3 separate regions of the Sus scrofa genome follow, and regions 1 and 2 are each linked to region 3. Evidence: chromatin contacts called from public HiChIP or PLAC-seq data. All regions are on one chromosome and are shown on one strand. The core of a region is the stretch at or near the end of the contact, and the rest is flanking DNA. Distances in the headings are between cores, read along the strand shown.

The links. HiChIP or PLAC-seq counts read pairs in DNA pulled down with a chosen protein or histone mark.
Region 1: a contact with region 3 is called in an H3K27ac HiChIP or PLAC-seq map of alveolar macrophages. The contact joins the promoter of ENKUR here to the enhancer-like site in region 3. A contact is called at or near these places in 3 of 5 promoter capture datasets (fetal skeletal muscle and liver), 6 of 47 Hi-C or Micro-C datasets (brain, heart right ventricle, liver and 2 more) and 2 of 2 datasets of contacts at active chromatin or transcription factors (alveolar macrophages and skeletal muscle).
Region 2: an H3K27ac HiChIP or PLAC-seq map of alveolar macrophages shows a contact between it and region 3. The contact joins two enhancer-like sites. A contact is called at or near these places in 9 of 47 Hi-C or Micro-C datasets (alveolar macrophages, embryonic fibroblasts, liver and 5 more) and 2 of 2 datasets of contacts at active chromatin or transcription factors (alveolar macrophages and skeletal muscle).

The regions. Positions count from the first base shown.
Region 1 is chr10:50,308,231-50,312,807 of Sscrofa11.1, reverse strand. ENKUR (enkurin) reads right to left here and starts at 2,199. Exons shown (of 6, transcript XR_002336356.1): 1 at 1,593-2,199. It overlaps THNSL1 (threonine synthase-like 1), which reads left to right and starts at 2,224. Exons shown (of 2, transcript XM_021064910.1): 1 at 2,224-2,254.
Region 2 is chr10:50,343,498-50,348,211 of Sscrofa11.1, reverse strand. The region is part of intron 4 of ENKUR (enkurin); the gene reads right to left. Among named protein-coding and RNA genes, the nearest start is that of PRTFDC1, 20 kb to the left of the region's middle. Within about 2 kb of position 2,476, at least 20 of the 83 cell types and tissues checked have an H3K27ac peak or open chromatin away from gene starts, as enhancers often do. A contact at or near this core is called in alveolar macrophages, where this site is marked.
Region 3 is chr10:50,615,199-50,619,843 of Sscrofa11.1, reverse strand. All of the region lies in intron 4 of ARHGAP21 (rho GTPase-activating protein 21), which reads right to left. Among named protein-coding and RNA genes, the nearest start is that of ARHGAP21, 76 kb to the right of the region's middle. Within about 2 kb of position 2,318, at least 26 of the 83 cell types and tissues checked have an H3K27ac peak or open chromatin away from gene starts, as enhancers often do. A contact at or near this core is called in alveolar macrophages, where this site is marked.

The DNA of each region.
Region 1 (4,577 bases), core at 950-3,449, 310 kb after region 3:
CAACACAGTGAGTTCTCTGGCATCACTTCTGGATGCCTTCTACTCCTTTCCCTGTAAGTTCATCTTTCCTACTTACTCCTTCAGAGTAAACTGAACAGTCTGTCCTGTCACTCCAACATTGCCCGCAATGTTATCCATTAATAGGGGTTCAGTAAGTGCTTGCCAAATGAATAAAGATTTTTTCCTATAAAATTTCTTGAAAGTCACCTAGCTGCAGTAAAGCTTTTTGATATATCAATAAACAAAACATCTATTTGTAAACTATCTTAACATTCAAATTCAGCATTCTATAGAAAATATAATCTGTCATTGGGTTACAGAGAGGAGGAGCTTTACCGTGTATACTATACAAGTTTCTCAACAAAAGTCCATTCAGCAATGGTTAATTTGAACACTTCTCATAAATTCTGCAACTACACCATATCTTATTTTGAATTACTATTTCCAAACTACTACTAGATTTTGAGAAACTAATGGAAGATAAAATAGGTATTGGTCTGGTTAAAAACAGATTCTTAGACTTAAAAATGAAAGGATCTGTCCACTTGGTGAAGATGTGATGCACCCCAAGTAATTACTTTAGTAATCTAGTAATTATTTTTTTTTAAATAATTGACAATTATATCTGAAACACCTTAAAGATTATCTACTTTATTTAGTTTGTTTTATAGGTGAGAAAACAAATGAAAATGTATTCATGGTCACAAAACCAATTGGCATCCTGTTTTGGGTTTTAATTTTTGTTGTTGTCTTTAATTTGTTTTAGTTTAGTGTTCTTTCAATGTGGCTCTGACTTGTATCAGGAAAAGAAGAAAGGTAAAAAACTGAAGATCCTAGGAGGAATGAGATTTTCTCTACCAGTTACCTTCTTTTCTCACCATAGATTTAAGTTCTAAGTCCCTACAAAGAAGAGTAACTGGGATGTCTACTCTGTGGTTATCTTTTTAAAATTTAGGCAATTTAAGGGGTTCTAACACCTATGTAAATATTTTAACTCATTTACATATTTTGGGTATCAACTCTTCATCAACTATTAGATTTTTAAAAAAGGCCTTAGAAACTATTTTTTCCATTTATTTCGTTTCACCAAAAACTGAGACTCCAAAACAAATAGAAATTTATATTTGACAATAATTTTGGGAAAAATAAGTATTATCCCTTTAGAGAAGGAGCAGTGGAGTAGTCATAAATAAAACAATGAACCCCTGAAACCAAAGATCAATATATCCTAACCCGGGATAACAAATGGTGATTTTTCTCTTTTCAACAATAGGAAATTTCAGGCTGTTATATACCACATCATACAGGGACAAGCAAACAAATTAAATACAATTACATACCGTATTAACAGGAGGCTAACAAAAGAAAATATTCCTCTTACAGTACTGGACCTCCCTGTCTGTGAATTGAGATGCTAAATACTTAGATTTTGCAACCTCTTCTTCAAGAAGCTGTCATCCAAGGCTACCTCACTAAAACAAAAATATATGTTATTTCTTTTCGAAAATCCTAGGACGCTGATGTAATCGTGAAATGGAACAATTATTTTCCCCATTCTTGTTTCAAGTGATGATCTTTGCTTACCCACATACCTAGGAGGCTGAGGAGGCTCCTTCCAGTCACTGGGTATGAGGTTATAAATGCTCTCAGAAGAGTACGTTGGATCCATGGCCACCAAATGATTCCTTAAAACTACTCAGCTTTTTTCTCACTATACCAATATCTCCATCCCTTTCTTCACTGCTCCCCCTTTCCTCTCCTACTCTCCTGCCTTCTCAAGGAACTAAGGCTTCTGTGTGTCACACAATTCCCCTTTGACCTCCTCTAAGCGGTCCTCTCTTGGGAAGAAAATAAAATAACTTTTCTATCACTCCTGGGATTGCTTAGCGTTGTTGACGGCGTGGTTGCCGTGGAAACAGTTACTAGGCAACGGGGAAGTGGCAGGCAGCACCGCAAACTAGGTTTCCTCTCTTCCTCCCTCTGCAGCTCCCTTCCTGTCACAGAAGATCAACATAAAAACCATTCTTTACATGTACCTTTGGGGAAAAAGGAGTGAAGAATGACGTCCCCTTAAAAATGTTGCTCTTTTCTGTCTCTGCGTTTGGAGAGAAAGATAAACTTTACCAGAGACAGTCCGGAAGCGACGCTGGTGAGCGGGCGTCACACAACACGCGCGGGCTCCAACCCGGAGGGGCGGGGCGAACGGCTGCGGCCACGCAGACGCACGTCCAACGTCGAGAGCGCGACGGGGGAGGTGAGGAGCCCGAGGCGCGGGTGGAGCACGCGTACCCAATGCCCGGCTGCTCGGGCCGTGGGCGTGGCCCGCAGACCCGGAGGTCGGCACGGGCGCAGGCGCGGAGGCCACAGCGCGCGGGCGGGGCGGGCCTAGCGAGGCCTGGGGTCTGGGCGGTGGGCCAGCACTGACGAGGGCCAGCGGTACGGGGCTGCGTCCCGAGGAGGCGGCACTAGCGGCTCCTTCCCATTTCCTTTCCTTTCTCCCGTCTTCTCAGTGTGGTTTTCTTGGTGAGTTATTTGAGAAGGAAGGGAAACTGTACACTCCAGTCCGTTCCCACCGCATGTCTTTTCCCCTCTGTTCCTTCGCCTTTCCACTGCTCGGTGGTGATCCCCACGCCGTGTCCGCGCTCACCTTCCCTACTGCCTCTGTCCCGGGCTCAGCCCTGACGCCACCTGTGCAAGCGCGCCCGCGCCCAGCCGTCCACCTGTCGCGCCCCTTCCTCCCCTCGACCACCTGCTTCCCTTTCTCCTGCGCCTCGCCCCTTCACCACCTCCTTAACTCTTGATCGGGCTTCTTTCTTCTCGTAGGTCTTGACTTTATTAGACGAACAGCCTAACCAAGAAGGAGAAGCCTTTTCAATGGGCACTTGGATTTTTGCCCCCCCCCCTTCCTTTGGTGTCCCTTTTAGAAAATGGCCTTAGAATCGGTTTATTCCTTTGGCACCATTTGATCTTCCATGAACCGACTTATACCAAAATGACTGCTGAAAGAAGCTGTTAGAAGCCTTTGCCTTCCAGAGGCTCTAAAAGACATTTTGGCAGTATGATTTGGGCCGGATGATAATGATTCTGAACCAAACTTGTAATAGGGGCCACTCTGCCCAAAGGGAGTAAGGATTCTCAAAGATAGAAAAGGCCAGTTTTGGTCGTCTTACTGCCAGGTGCTCGGTGGAGGGATCAAAACAGCATGGTGGCTTGGTTAACTTAGGCTATGCTGAATGTATCGTCTCTCTCAGTGAATTTAACTAGGTAAGAATAAATTTAGAATAAATTTCAGATAAATGGCACCTTGAAGATGGTGCTCATGTTCTTTACATCAGATTTTCTATTTTCCAAAACATTTTGTAAGGATACAGCCACTTTGCCCTTTTCCTTTACATTTTGAGTATTTTATGTTTTGGGGGTTTTTTGCTTAGCATTTATAGAGGAAACTTCTGTTCTCTTTGTATGCTAAGATTTGAATTAAGGACTCAGAATGATAATACCGTTAGCCAAGTGCATAGTCATTGCCCAAAGTTTATAAATTTTCTAATTAGAAGGAACATTTTAGGACTCTTTATGTTAATCAGTCCCTAAAAGAGCCAATAAGGACAAAGCGTGATTTCTCCAGTTAGTAAGCATCAACTGACCTTAGGTAGTCTTGACTTTACTAAATACAGTAATTTCACTGATGTCAGTATATTTATTGTGGTTTTAAAAATACAAAACAGGATTAAGGTCTCACACTGTGGTATATCTAGTGTACAGTCTTAATGCAGTTGTTAATCATCTGGAAAGGAACATTTTTTCCTTTAGATAATTGGTTTATAATTCTTCTTGCCTTTTGAAAGCATCTTTACAAAGAATAAATTTCTAATTTTTATAATTCCTTCAAAATGGCAATCCTGTTCAAGGAAATGCCACTGTCCAGTATTCCACAGGGAATTAGTATTGGTGTACCATCAGAATTAGTATTGGTGAACTTTTTCTGTACAGGGCTAGATGATACATATTTTAGGCCTTTGCAAGCCAGATGGTTTCTCTCAAAACTACCCAGCTCTACCATTATAACTCAATAGCAGCCAAAGACAATATTTAACAAACAAACAAATAAGTGAGCAAAGTTTAGTTCCCGTGAAACTTAATTAACAACAACGGGGGGTGGGGTGGGGTGGGGGAATAAATGGTTGTACATACAAATTAGATTTTTTCCTGAAGAATATTTTAATCTATGTAGATGAATAAAATGGGCAGAGTTGGGAATATAAGACAACTGAAAATAAATCCTTTCTAAAGCCATAGTCCTTACAAATTCCTTACGATATTTTTCTAAGTTAAAGAATTGTAGGAGTTCCCGTCGTGGCGCAGTGGTTAACGAATCCGACTAGGAACCATGAGGTTGCGGGTTCGATCCCTGACCTTGCTCAGTGGGTTAACGATCCGGCGTTGCCGTGAGCTGTGGTGTAGGTTGCAGACACAGCTCGGATCCCGCGTTGCTGTGGCTCTGGCGTAGGCCAATGGCTACAGCTCCGATTGGACCCCTAGCCTGGGAACCTCCATATGCCGCGGGAACGGCCCAAAGA
Region 2 (4,714 bases), core at 1,227-3,726, 270 kb after region 3:
GGATACACAGGGTTCTGTGGGCAGTGCGATGCACTGAGTGGTGTGATAATCATAGAGGCGTCCACAATGAGCTGGATTTGAGCCAAATTTTTAAGAGAAAGGTAACATTGATGAAGTGGTAGAATGTTTTAGTCGAAGAGCTGCTACTACATTTATTTTAAGATGCATATTTTTCACATTCAAACATCTCTGAAATGAGTCTGCCTTAGAATTCATGGTATCGCAAAGTCACTACGAACCAGGTGGCAGTTGTGATGTTTCATCATACACACATCAGCATACTTGGTCATCGTCACTTCAACTGAGTTTTGTCCACTGTTAGCTCTACCTATGTTGAGTTTAATTGACACTTACAAGGGATTATACCACTATCTGTCCCAGAAATGAAAAGTCTCTGTGTGTATAGAAAGGCACGGAAACAGAGCAGAGTGGCAACATTTGATATTAGTTGAAGGAGACGATTGTCATTGGAGGAAAGAACAATATCATCATAACTTGCAGAAGAGGAGTCAGTAGCCTGGAATAAAATCTCAGAGACAACACTGGAGTCCTCTTGTGTGAAACACTCCTGATGGCCTATAGAAAATGCTAAGAATAAACACTGACAATTCTGCACAGAAAAGTGATAAAGACTAGTCTAGTTCTGAATGTAAAAACATTTTAGGATTACCTTAACCTTACATCACATATGGATACATAGGGGAAAAAATCTATCTAAAGTTGAAAAGAACTATTTCACCTAGTATAAAATAAAAATTCTGAGTGATAAAAAGCATTGTGACAGTTTATTTATTTGTTTGCTTTTTAGGGCCGCACCCACAATATATGGAAGGTCCCAGGCTAGGGGTTTAATCAGAGCTACAGCTGCCGGCCTATACCATAGCAACGCCAGATCCGAGCCTCATCTGTGACCTACACCACAGCTCATGGCAACACCAGATCCTTAATCCACTGAGGCCAAGGACTGAACCTGCAACCTCATGGTTCCTAGTTGGATTCATTTCTGCTGTACCATGACAGGAACTCCCATTGTGACAGACTGTTAAAAGAGTTTTTTTCTTAGTGGTACATAAAATGATACATTTTATTTATGATGACATCTTAGATTTAGTGAGATATGGGTATGTGAGAAGGATGAATAAGCAAAATATGATCTTAAGATCAACAGAAACATTCAACATGTGAGATGGAAGGGGGGTAAAAAACGTCATACTACATAAAACCCCATAAAAATATTGGTTAGCAAATATAATAATTTTGGAATTATTTTTCTCTGAAACATTTGAGTAAACTATTTTGAACATGTGAATTCTAATGTGACTTTTAAAAGAACGTCCCAATTTAAAATTGTTCTTTAAAAAAATCTATCTCAAGAAAATTAGCTTATGTGTATTTAAAGGGATCGTAATAATAAAATATCTAGAAGTTCCTATTGTGATGCAGTGAGTTAAGGATATGGCACTGCCATACTGCAGCTTGGATTTGATCCCTGGCCTGGGAACTTCCATATGTTGCGGGTGTGGCCAAAAAAAATAAAATATCAATCTGAACCATCACTATAATTAAGTGCCATTTACACGAAAAATATCTGAGTCCTAAAAAATACCCAAAGCATCAAATGATGAATCAATGCCAGATAATCACTTAAAATAAACTTACGTGATAATATTAGAAACACAGGGCTAAATGATGTTAGAGTAACACATTTTTTACAAAGAGGACTATTCTCTTTAAGGCCCTTGGCTTACATTTTTACTTTTTGAAAAATTTGCATTTTATCTAATTTTTTTTTTGTAAGTATAAGGGTCAACTGTCATCAACTTGTTTGGCTAATACCAAAATAACTAAAATTTTGAAGACTTGGAATCTTGGCACATTCTTATTTTTTAAATTATAAAATCCACTTAGAAGAAACAGAGTCTTTAAACTTTACTACTTGTATTTTAAATCCCCAAAGGGTGTGTCAAAGTGTTTTTTGAAAAGCTTTGGGTGCATTACAAAAGAACTACAGCAGTTTAATGATACAGCAAGAGAGTGATCCAAAGTCTAAGATAATGTTCTACTTTGAAGCCTAACTCACCATTGTTTTTACCACCCATACCCTATAAGGCCTTCGTGTTAGTGCTGGACACCATCTTACTGCGTGGGTGGCAGCTGCCTGTCATCTCAGTAATTTTGAAGAAAAGCCAGGGAATTTGTTTTAAAGTGTTTGTCCAGATGAAACCACATGTGGCCTCCAGGGTGCTCTGGGCCTGAAGCCTAGTCTGCTGGCTGTGTAGAACCATAGAGCTTACCCAGGAGAAAGTTTGACTGTCTCCTCAAAGCCAATAAAGATAAAAGGAACCTCTATGAGTCCAAAACAGTGCAGCTCACACATGTGGGAATTGCATAAGATTAAGGTTTGCCCTCTGTGTCGTCCTCAGAAAGGCTAGGAGAAGTAGAGAGGGAAGCAGTGAGCTGCTGGGTCCCTCTGTTGTGTTGTTTTCCTTGCTTAAAAGAAACTTTGAACCTTATTGGTGACTAGGGGACCTTGAGCACGTAATAGCAAACTGGTTATTATGTCCACTTAGGTGATGCAAGAGCCACATCACTGGAAGGAGATCCTATGAAAGGTAAGGCCTGGCAGGTGTCTGAGCCAGGCAAAGGTCCAGTTCCTTTTAATAGTCATCAACAGGGTGACAAAGGTTTGATAGGGAAGGTTCCTGGACAGGCTGGGAAGCTGTTGACCCTTGTTACTCTATGGCAAAACATTTGGTAAAATTGTCTCTTGTATTGCCACAGAAGGAAAACCACATGACTTAGCTACAGTCTGAAGGGGAACTGTTTGTAAAAACTTAGAATATTGTGGGGGGAGGGGAGTTGACTGTTCCTTGTTGCTTTTAACAAGATACTAAGAAAGAGAAGAATTTAGGCTTAGGTCCGGGAGTATAGTTTGTGCAGAAAGATGGGAGTGAATGGAGTAAAAAGGTTATTTGAACATGGCCTGCAGTCTACAGTTTATAAGTGTATAGGCTTCCACTGTTTCTCTAAGAAAGAGAAAAACACAAGACACAGGAATCGGTGGACTTGACACAGACTCCACCACTAGGAAGATGAAAGGAAATCTCAGACAGTGAATCTAGTTTGGGAATTCAACACGGCGAGGCTGAGGTCAGGGCAACGTCCCATATCCCTGGCCTCTCTTCCATCCAAGAGGAACACACAGGCAGAGTGAAAGTCAATAAAACCACTGCTTTCTTGATGGAACCTACAATACTGGCGCTGTGGGGCTGGTAATGAATGATGGGACAATAGAAAAGCTATTCCTTACCTGAGTGCTTACACTGACTATATGACACCTCTCTTGGCAAGAGTCTTCTGAGCCTCCCAGACATGAGAGAAGAAAACCACATATCTGTCAGATTGGAGTGATTCTCCCACAGACACATGTATCATTATTTCCATCTTACACACATATGCATAGAGTATTACTTGGAAAGATATATAAGAGGCTGGTTACAGTGGTTGCTTCTGGGAAGGGGGATTCAGTAGCTCTAGGAAAGGGGGTGTGAGGAAGACTTCTCCCTATTCACCTTTAGGCAGTTAGGAATTTCGAATTTCAGACCATGTCTATAAATTATCTATTCACACACACACAGCAAAATAAAAAATAGTTTCTAATAAAATTACAAGTGCACATACCTTCTGACCTAGTTATTTCATTCCTGGCAATGATTTTCTACTAATACAGCCAAATGTGCAAAATGATGTATGTTCAAGGTCACTTACTGCAGCATTGCTTTTAATGGCAAATATTGAAAACAAATTAAATCACTTCAATGCTTACAAATAGGGTGCTGGTAAATTATATTATATATACCCATACAATTTCACACCAAACATCCACAAATAGGAATGAAGAACACTGTGTATTGATAAAAAATGAGCTTATTGACTGAAAAAGGCAATTGTTATTGTGTGCTCTTTAGTTTTTAAAAAGTGAAATATATTTGTATACATAATATATATAATTAGGTGTATTTTGTGTGATATATATATATCCATCCATATATATCACATACGTATACATGTGTATCTCATATACATACACACACGTATAGGTATATATCCATTCATAATGAGACACCAAGGTGATCACATTCATGCTGTTGAATTTTGAGATTTATCACTCTACCCCAGGTCTCTTTTCTGACTCAAATATCTGTCTGAATTTCCCACTAGATGTCACAAAATTATTAAATACACGGCAAAAGTTATACTCTTGATCTCTTCACTGTAACTTCCTCCAATCTGCTCCTCCTTCATATTTTTCCAACTCAGACAGTGGCGCCTTCATTGCCCAGGTGATCTACTGCCCAGAAATGTGGTTGTCATCCCGAAACCTCTCTCTTCTTCCCCTCTCAATCCATCACCAAGTTACATTTTCACTTCTTAAATATTCCTGGAGGCCAACAGCTACTCTGTCTTCACTACCACGGTCTTGGTCTATGCCACCCTCTTCTTTACCTAGAGAACTATGATCATCTAATCTCCCCACACTCATTCATTCTTCCACTTCAATTCATGTAGCAAGTGATCATTAAAAATACTTTTTGGGAGTTCCCGCTGTGGCCCAGTGGAAATGAATCCAACTAGTATCCATGAGGATGTGGGTTTGATCTCTGGCCTTGCTCAGTGGATTAAGGATTCAACGTTGCTATGAGCTGTGGTGTAG
Region 3 (4,645 bases), core at 1,069-3,568:
AAGAAAAGGAGCTAGAAGGGCCTTGACCATTTCTAATCATTTACATCCTAGAAAGACAAGAGGAGGAAGGGGGGGGGTTTAAAATGTTAAGATGACAAAGACAGGTGGCAAGCATTTAGAAGCCACATTTTTCCCTTTGTCTTCTGTTTGCCTAAAAAATTTCATAGCTGTTCTTTCATAGTTGAAAATGGGCTTCTAATTTGGGGGAAGGGTTATATTGATGGCATATAAAACTAACTTCAGAGCCCAACAGAGACACACTGCCCAACATCAAAAATCCATATGTATCATAAGATAAATACATCCTACATGAGTATTAAGTAGAATCCAATTTAAGACAACTGTTCTGGCAGATTATTGAGTCCATTTTTCCCTTTGGTAAGGGAGAAGCACTAAGGAAAAAAAATGCATTCTAACTTTTAAAATCTAGGTGTTCCTAAATTTCCACTTAAAATGCACTCACTTCCAGAGTGATGGCTAGTACTTTAAAATCGTATCTCCCAAGCCTCCAATCTGTAGCTCCAACAATTCTGAGCTTCAAAATCCAAAGTTCCAATAATCTCTAGACAATGTCAGCAGAAAGTCACCTGTCAGTTCTCGATCACATTTCACCTACTACAAATAAATACATCCTTGATACTCAACCTCTTTTTCAAGTAACATCAAATGGAACAAAGTGAAGTCCAAAAAACTGCTAAATATTAAAAAACAGATCAGGGAGCTCCTGTCATGGCACAGTGAAAACAAGTCCAACTAGGAACCATGAGGTTGAGGGTTTGATCCCTGGCCTCGCTCAGTGGGTTAAGGATCCAGCATTGCCATGAGTTGTGGTGTATGTAGGTCAAAGATGTGGCTCGGATCTGGCATTTGCTGTGGCTCTGGTATAGGCCAGCAGCTACAGCTCTGATTAGAGCCCTAGCCTGGAAACCTCCATAAGCCACGGGTACGGCCCTAAAAAGCACAAAAAAATAAAAAAATTAAGTAAAACACAGATCAGGAATTCCCTGGTGGCTCAGCCAGTTAAGGATCTGGCATTGTCACTGCAGTGTCTCAGGCTGCTGATGTGGCATGGGCTCGATTCGTGGCCTAAGAACTTCCACATGCCTCAAGCGCGGCCAAAAAAATAAAAAGCAGATCATCTTCTAACTTGATGACAAACTTTCTTTCAACCCACACCCATCTAATTTTTTTTGGTTTACTTTTTATAAAGTGTGGAAAATGTCCAGCATAGAAGTAGAGTAAAACAGCAGAATAACCCCCAGGAATATAGCTTTTTTTTTGGGGGGGGGACCTCTTTAGGACCACACCCACAGCATATGGAGGTTCCTAGTCTAGGGGTCGAATCAAGAGCTGCGGTCGCCAACCTACACCACAGCCATAGCAATGCCAGGTCCGAGCCACATCTACGACCTACACCACAGCTCACAGCAACGCCGGATCCTTAACCCACTGAGGGAGCCCAGGGATTGAACCTGCGTCCTCAAGGATACCAGTCAGATTTGTTTCCTGCTGAGCCAGGACGGGACTCCCCCATGAATATAATTTAAACAATTACTAAAAATCTGTCATCTTGTTTCATTTACACTCACATTTTTTTCCTCAAGTATTTTAAAGCAAATCCCAGGGATCAGGTCAATTCATTAATAAATACTTTAAATGCCTCAATCGGCATCGCTAACAGATAAGAACTTTTACTTCTTGAAGGAAAGACAACAAAATCCATTCACAGTTCTCCATATTGTGTAGCATTCTGCACAACATGGATCACTCAACCGACAAAACACCGAAGCCTTCCTTCTACGTTCATCTTCCTAAAAGCCACCCAACAATAATGAAAAGCATTCATGACACAGAAATGGTAGCACCAAAAGCTATGAAATAAATTTAGAAAGGTCTCAGGGGTAAAATCACAATAGAACCTAAAATTAAGTTCCAGAACAAGTTTTCCCACTCCCAGTGGAATGCTCTGCCCATGTATTCAAATCTACTGAGGTCAGATATGCAGGAGAAGACACATCACATGAAGATCTCTGGCCCACAGTGTCTGGCATATAGTGGATATTCAATAAATATTTACTGCTGACTGATTCAAACTAAAGTCTAGTAAATGCCAACAGCAAGACTGCCCAAAACAAACTCAGAGACTTGTTTCAGGAACAATGCGATTACTGTATTGCTGCTGATCTGCAGGATTTTCCTCAAATAGAAGAAAAATGCTGCCACTTAATAGTAATTTGAATACAAACCACTAGGTGTCAGACGTGAGCCAAAATTTTCCGGCATTATAAACTACCAAGGCAAGAAAGGCTTTGGAGGGTGTTATTCATTCAACAAATATTTACTGAGCTTGTACAAAGTGCCAGGAGCTGATTACCCTGCAAGGAACAAAAGAGTCCTGGGATCTGTCTCCTGGAGTATTTGAAGTTTACGAAGCATCTTTTTTTTTTTTTTTCTCTGAAGTTTCAGGAATTTCACAAAGTATGTACCACGTGTGGATTCGCAGCCCTGCTCTTCCAGTTGTGCTAGATTTCTGGGCTCTCTGCAAACCCAGAAGCATTTGTTGCAGTGCTATACCCACGAGTTATCTTTTCACCTCTGACCTTACCACTGGCCAACCCCACAATTAAACCTGCCCCTCATCCTTCTCAGGCCCTTAAGTCCTCTCTGGCCTTCGAGACCATCAGCCTCCCTCAGAAATCACTCTGGCAATAGTGCAGCCAAATTCACCACAACCTCAACTTCCTTTCCCCTCTGACCTTCCAATGCATTCCATCTGCCAATGTCCCACTATGGAGAATTCCAACCAGACCCTTCATCTCTCTTGCTTCTTGGCCTGAGATTTCAGCTGAGTAAAACTGCGTAACCCGCTGCATTAGATTCCCAGTTCAGCTCAGGGCTTGACACGACTCACTAGAGTATTTTAATTCCATCCCCTCAAGGCTGCTGTCTCAAGCTTCTAATCACCTTCTTAGCCTTGCTCTGCCATCTTGATTTCTTCACATGATTGGATAACCTTATTGCTTACTTGACGCCATCCCAACTGCTGTGTTCTCATTTTTAAAAAAACCTCCGCCTACCCTTACTTCCCTTTGCTCTTTCTCAGGTGACGACCTGCCACCAGCGTTCTTTGGGACTTTGCTCCCCAACGGTCTCTTCCCAAGTGTAAAACTTCAGCCAAACTCTCTTCTCCTCTCCAGATCTGACAACACGCAAAAGCTTCTCAAACTTCAGAGTAAAATGTCACCCTTCCTGCCACACGGCTATCCTCTCTCTCATTCTCCATCCCCTCATTCTCAAACTTCTTGAAGAATAGTCTACACTCAGGTGCCCTCATTTCTTTTAATTCAGGGTTTCTCAGACACTGATGAGCACCCACCCCCGGGACAGGAGGGTGTGTGTGTGTGTGTGTGTGTGTGTGGTGTGTGTGTGTGTGTGTGTGTGTGTGTGTGTGTGTGTGTGTGTGTGTGTGTGTGTGTGTGTGTGTGTGTGTGTGTGTGTGTGTGTGTGTGTGTGTGTGTGTGTGTGTGTGTGTGTGTGTGTGTGTGGTGTGTGTGTGTGTGTGTGTGTGTGTGTGTGTGTGTGTGTGTGTGTCTCCCATCCATTCTCAGCTCTAATTTATGTCACAGCCCCTGATACTTGGTTTCCGGATCCCCTCTGCCCACAGCACTGGAACTGTTCTCCATAACTTTACAATTTGTTACTTCTCAGTCAAGTTCAACAGTATCCTTTAGTGCCCATCCTAACAATTCTCTCGGACAAATGACAAGTCATCCACCCTCCCCTAAAATGATCACCTCTTCATTAGCTAGCCATCAGCTCCCCGTGTTATCTTCCTACCCTCCAATACCCTGTTCTCAGATTTCCCTTCTGATTCTTCATTCTCTGACCAGCTCTTAGATGTGGCCTCCTTGGGGCTCTACCTTGAGGCTGTTCGTCTTCCTGCTGTCTGCGGATGGTGCTTTATTTGTGCACGGGGCTTGATGATAAGGCCCATCATCATATATGATGATGACTCCCCCAAGTCTGGATTCAATCCCACCTCTCTTTACGAGCTCCACACCCAGACGTGTAATGAGGAACAGTCTATTGGCATCAGAAATGTAACTCATCCCAAACGGAAGTCACGTCCCAGGGGAAGGAGGTGGATGTGCTTCCCTTCCAGCATCTATCTGCTCACCTCCGTCTCTCCACTCACTCGTGCCAGAAAAGCTAAGTCCAGTCCTCCATGAGTCATCTTTAACTGGGGACATAAATCCACTCCCAAGTCCTACCACCAAATCTGGGCAAATGGAACTTCTAAGTACCTCTGAAATCTGTTCTGGAATGCAGTTTTTCCTTCATCCTGATGAAATCCCATTCGGCACAAAGCACAACCCATCTGAGAAACCCTCCCCGTGGTAAGGTGACTGGCTGAGCTGTGACCCAGCCATGACTGTACAAACCTCTGCTGCTGCACTTCTTGCAATTATTTTGCACCTTCATCTTCTACCACCCTGTGTACACATTCAATGAACTGTTATAAAAAATAAAGGTCCTGGAGTTCCCACTGTGGCACAGTGGAAACGAATCCACTAGGAACCATGAGATTGTGGGTTCGATCCCCGGCTTTGCTCAGTGGGTTAAGGATCCAGCGTTGCTGTGGTTG